2 separate regions of the Rattus norvegicus genome follow, and region 2 is linked to region 1. A link is a contact called in public Hi-C data. All regions are on one chromosome and are shown on one strand. The core of a region is the stretch at or near the end of the contact, and the rest is flanking DNA. Distances in the headings are between cores, read along the strand shown. Region 1 overlaps LOC120102827 (a long non-coding RNA gene). Region 2 holds the start of Ndufaf6 (NADH:ubiquinone oxidoreductase complex assembly factor 6).

Region 1 (2,789 bases), core at 165-2,664:
ATTAAGAAAATGCCCTATAGCCAGATTTTACAGAGACCTTTTCCAAACTGAGGCTCCCTCCTTTAAGGTAACTCCAGCTTGTATCAAGCCGACATAAGGCTACCCAGCACACCATGTTTGCTTTCTGATCAGTGTAAAAATGCACACATTTAAGATGACATCCTGCTACTTTTATCAAGAGAACCTTTGTTTTTTACAGTTTTACTGCTGTGAACAGACACCATGACCAAGGCATCTCTCATGACATCTAACCAGGCTGACTTACAGGTTTAGAAGTTCAGTCCATTATCATGAAGCAGGGAACATGGCAGCATCCAGGTAGTCAAGGTGCAGGAGGAGCTGAGAGTTCTACATCTTCATCTGAAGGCCACTGGGAGAAAACTCACTCCCAGTTAGGAGGAGGGTCTCATTGTCCACCCCTACAGTGATGCACTTCCTCTAGCAAGGCCACACCTACTCCAAGAAAGCCACGCCTCCTAATAGTGCCACTCCCCGGGCCAAGCATATTCAAACCACCACACCAAGATTTTGGGCCCACCAAGCGTCATCTGATAGCAGGAGGCCCAACATGGCCCATTTGAAGGGAGCACTTAAAGCACAAATGAACGTGTTTAAATGCTTATCATTCTGTACCAGGTGTGCAGCAAGAGAGCCCCGGGGCACTAGTGATCAGACGGGCAGGGCTGAGTAGCACAGGTCATTTCCAAAAGATGGATCATAACTGGTCTTTTAGGTCCGGTGTCTTTGACTCCGTCATAACCAGACATTAGAATCCGCAGGCAGACTTGAAGCATCGCACTGTGTTAAACCTAGGAGGTCAAATCTGGACAGATCATCTCTGACTCTAATGGGGCCAGAATGGAAACTGCCTTGCTACATGTGAAAGTGGGAGCTAGAAATACACACTACTCCCAGACAGGAAAAGGAAAGCATGTCTCTTAAAACTTCCTCTTTCATAGTCTAAAATTATTCTTACACAGCGGGCGTGCGGCTGAGTCACCAGGTTATGTTCCTAGATGAGGGAGCGGTCAAAAGAGGGAGGCCCTGGAGGGACTTTACCTGGGGACAACGTGTCACAGTGAAAAAGAGCAGCCACGGGGCGCCATCAGGGGCAGGAACCTATGGTTCCGAGCCCTGCAGACTTAACCAGTGAATTGAGAATCTGGCCTGTAGGGGGCAGACCTGCACCAAGGACCACATCTTCCTCAGGCTTTGCTCTCTTGGGGAAAGTGCTTACAGTTCTAAAACGCCCATTTTGTTTTTGTTTTTGTTTTGGTTGTTGTTTCCCATCAGATCCCACCTGCTGCTCTTACAAGGGGCTGTTATTTTTCCTCTGGGCGAAATGTCCTATTCTAATCCACACTGTTTACAAAGAATAAGCATCACCTTCTCCCAAGCCTTGTGAAGGACTTTGATGATGCTTTCTGCCCAGATGTCCCTGTAGCCGCCATGGAAAAAAAATGGGACAAGTTACCTGACCAATCTGCTCCCTGCAGCACTTCAGGGACTCTAGGGAGACCTAGAGGGAACATTAAGGTAACTCCTCAATTACAAGAAGTGAATGGAGACTGAGATGCTGGCCCTGGCAGAGTTGTGCTGACGGGCCTCTGAGGCCAGGAAACCTTGTCTTCGTGACCTTTGGACGTGAGTGTTCAGCACACGCATTCCAAGGGTGCGGCGGTGTGGTTTTGTTTTTAAGGTTTTATAATTACTGCAGAAAACCATAACTTATCATCTGATGCTCTCACATTTTTGTGCCTGAGAATGCAATGCAAAGAAAAGCAGAAATTACTGCCCCAAATGACAAGTACGGCTCACCTGGTGTCTATCCTGGATTTCACAGAAATAAGCACAAACACTGGGTAGAGGTCTTGAGGGATTGAAAGGCCTCTTTCTCCTGCTCTTGCCCTACAGGAGGGCTGGAGGCCAGGAGCTAAGTCCCTTTCAGTACCTGTGCTTCCAGCCAGTTGCCATGGCATCAAACCCTAAAGTCAAGGCCCTTGCTTTCTAAACCCTGACAAGATCCTGGACCCAGGATCCCAAAAGCACCCTCCAGCCCCACAGAACAGCCGCCTGCCCCAAAACCACCCCACACCTGCATCTCTACACATGGCTAATCTCAATCTGCCGCCCTGTGACTAACAACTGTGCTCCTCAGAGGGGGTCCCCCCCTTCACAGTGAGAATCTCTAAGGTGAAGGCCAGCAGTCTCTCCCCAGACAGTCTGCAGTCCAGGTTCTCAGACCTGTCAGAGCCTCCAGCCCATGAGAAAGTGCCAAGAGGAAGGCACTGTGTGAGGGGAGGGGAGGCTACACCAGGCTAGCTCACTGCTTTCTCCATAGATGTCTAGATTCAGGGAGGAACCGTGAATGCCCTTGAGAGATGCTTTGACTCCAGCTCTTGGTGCTTCCACTCCACGCGTCCCAAGGTACTTACTAGATGGCTGGTGACATTTCACGACTTTTCTGAATGGGGCTGGAACTTCACAGAGGAACCGTGGAGAGAAGATTAGTACCTGGAAAGAACACCGGACCTGGAAGTCACACTAGCCCAGGCTATTATTCCAGCCTCTCCATTTTATCGAGGCATGCACAGGTTCAGAAGGCTACCGGGGCACACTTCTAGACACAGTTGATATATGATGCTGTAAGATAAACAGTCTTGGAAATGAAGGCCAGTCAGGACCAGAGTGTCTTTACTGCTATCCCTTCTCTTAGGCCTGCCTAATTCCATTCCCTTTTGCTTGTGACCTTCCTTACCCAAAACAGATCCCTCTAGATAATCCCTTAG
Region 2 (2,789 bases), core at 169-2,668, 150 kb after region 1:
TAGCAAGGAAGGGCAAAATGCAGGGGTAGTGTGGGTGGAGGAAAATAAGCCATTGATTATTCACAGGGCTCAATTCCAAGACCGCCCAACCCATCCCCACACCCCCACATGTCCATGGAGGAACTCCCAGATGTCTTTCCTGATACCAGGTGAACAAAACATACGAGGCTGTTCTTATAAATCTCAGGAAAATTTCCTTAAAACTATTAAACTTCATTTTAAAAATTGTATTTGTTTGTATGTGTATGAGTGTTTTGCCTACACATATGCCTATGCACCATGTGCCTATCTAGTGCCCAAGAAGGCCAGAAGAGAGCATTAGATCTCCTGTGGGTGCTAGGAATCAAACCTGGGTCCTCTAGAGCGGCCTGCGCTCTTTTCTTTATTATTATTATTATTATTATTATTATTATTATTATTATTATTATTATTATTATTTTTAACTTGAGTATTTCTTATTTACATTTCGAGTGTTATTCCCTTTCCCGGTTTCCGGGCCCACATCCCCCCTAACCCCTCCCCCTCCCCTGAGGCCTGCGCTCTTAACCGTTAACCCATCTCTCCAGCTCCTAAATGCTCTTTCTTGCGCAAGGCCCTGGGTTCGGTCCCCAGCTCCAAAAAAAAAAAAAAAAAGAACTAAATGCTCTTTCTTAAAAATCCCTTACGGGAATTACAACTTTTAAGGAGCGTTAAATAAGTTGATTTGGACTTTATTTTTGTAAACAAATTTTTAGCTTTGAGGTTGCTTTGTAGTCAAACTTGAGCCTCCAGCCCGTACCTCCTAACAGGATGAGTCAAAGGCGAGCGTGCCAAGTTCTGAGAGATGTGTTTATCCAAAGCACGCTAGGCAAGCACCTTACCAACCGACCTAAAAATCCGCAGCCCCCGTGAGTCACTTTATATAGTACAGCATACAGAGCCCAAAGTCAGTTAACGGTGTTAAAGTCACTAGCTGTCCACGAATAAAAAGTGCTATCCATGCAAAGGGTCCCTTAAAATTGGGCTTCAGGCAGAGTGATGTGTTGAGTTGAAGAAGAAATCCTGCCAGGATTTCATGGCCACGTGCGGCCTCCTCCAAGCACCAGCACGGGGCCCAGCAGAACGCAGGGCCGGGCCGCGAGGAGGCAGCCCCAGGCTCCAGGTTCAGCACTCCTCGTTCCACGGGCTCTGGGCTCTCGGGGATGGAAAGTCCCCCGGGCGCGGCCGCTCACCTCAGCAGCTCCAGGCAATAGAGGTGGGAATCCGGGATGCCCGGCCCGCTGGCTGCAGCCACGCTGCGCCGGACTGCCGAGAGCCTCGGCAGGCGCCGCACACGTTCCCACGGATCCCGAGGCGGTCGGCGACGGAACAGACCAGCCAAACCGAACGGCCTTGGACCGGGGACTGATCCCAGCATGGAGGTCGCCATGACACCTTCTTACGTGCCCTCCGACCCTGAGGCCACGCCCCCGGCAAGCGGCCACGCCCCCGGCAGAGCTCAGCAACTCAGCAGAGGAAGGACGCCACTCAGACCGGAGCCAGATGTCGCTGTGGTCCCGCACACTGGTGATTTGGCTGTCCTCTCCAGCGTCTGCCCTCACTGGACTCCGGAACGCCAAAAGGGATGGGTGCCTCCTTTTCAAAGAAGAAGCGACTGACGTTACATCCCGCCACCCAGAGACCCCCGTCTTCCTTTGGTCCTCTACAAGGGCGCTGTTGACTCTTAGCTTGTAACTGCACCGCAGGAAGCATGCTGTACCTGAATGCCCACTATTCACCCACACACATTCCCAGAGACCTCCCAGCGTGGACCTCAATGAGTGCAACTGACTAGCCACTCTACCTCCAAGAGAAAAACAAAGATGCTTGCGAGATGCAACAGGTTATGCCTCCATTATCAACCACTTGATAATGGATAGAGAGGGAGGGAAAAGGGGGGAGGGGGCAGAATTTACTTTCTTTCCTTTTGTCTTTTCTTTTTAAAAAAGTAATTGGTAACAGTATTATCATTTGCCATTGGTTGTCTCTCACCACGCTCTAAAAGCCCAAGAGGGCAGACTCATTTGTTTTGTTACTTGTGTAACACCAGCCCTAAGCAGGCTGTGACAAGAAGTGTCGAGTGTTCAAAGCCAGCCTACACTACACAGTGAGTTTGAAACAAGACAAAAGATAAAGTTGTGAACCTGAGAAAGAAAAGTAGCCTCTCCGCTAGGAATCGAGCCAAAGCCTTTTGCCAGTGGAGAATTTAGAATTCCAGTATAAGGCTGGAGAGATGGGTCAAGGAGTAAATACAGGATGGGGTGAAGGAGCTCAGAAGACAAAATGGAAGCTCAGAAGAGCAGGAGACAAAAGAAGGCAACAGGAGGCAAACATGTTGAAATACATAATGTACATGCCATAATGAAAGCCGTTATTATATATAATTAATATGTGCTAATTTAAATATTTAAATACAATAGTTTAAAATACAATAAAAATTATACTATACTGCAAATGATATGTTCTTACCAACTATTATTAATTGAATATTCTAGGTATAGTGGCACGCACATATAATACCAGCATTTGAGAGTTAGGAGCAAAAAGATAAAGAATTCAAAGGATACCGGGAGAGATGGCTCAGTTGTTAAGAACAATTGTTTGTACTCTAATGAGGGAGAGAAAGAGAGGATGTAGACTTAGTTGAGTGGGGAAGTGAGGATGATCTCCAAGGAAGTAGGGGAGAGAAAACCAGGACCAGAATATATTGTATGAAAAACCATTTTCAATTTAAAAAACGAAAAAAGAGCACTTGTCACTTTTTTAGAGGA

Evidence for each region. A called contact is a pair of places that touch in the nucleus more often than the background predicts.
Region 2: a Hi-C map of kidney shows a contact between it and region 1, with 3 times the contacts expected there. The contact joins the promoter of Ndufaf6 here to the enhancer-like site in region 1. A contact is called at or near these places in 10 of 12 Hi-C or Micro-C datasets (the A7r5 cell line, Schwann cells, frontal cortex and 6 more).

The regions. Positions count from the first base shown.
Region 1 is chr5:28,819,802-28,822,590 of GRCr8, forward strand. The region is part of intron 2 of LOC120102827 (a long non-coding RNA gene); the gene reads right to left. LOC120102826 (a long non-coding RNA gene) reads right to left here. Exons shown (of 2, transcript XR_005504635.2): 1 at 266-2,789. Among named protein-coding and RNA genes, the nearest start is that of Cfap418, 27 kb to the left of the region's middle. Within about 2 kb of position 1,415, at least 11 of the 93 cell types and tissues checked have an H3K27ac peak or open chromatin away from gene starts, as enhancers often do. A contact at or near this core is called in kidney and liver, where this site is marked.
Region 2 is chr5:28,967,812-28,970,600 of GRCr8, forward strand. It overlaps Ndufaf6 (NADH:ubiquinone oxidoreductase complex assembly factor 6), which reads right to left and starts at 1,419. Exons shown (of 9, transcript NM_001276441.1): 1 at 1,212-1,419. The coding sequence starts at 1,408.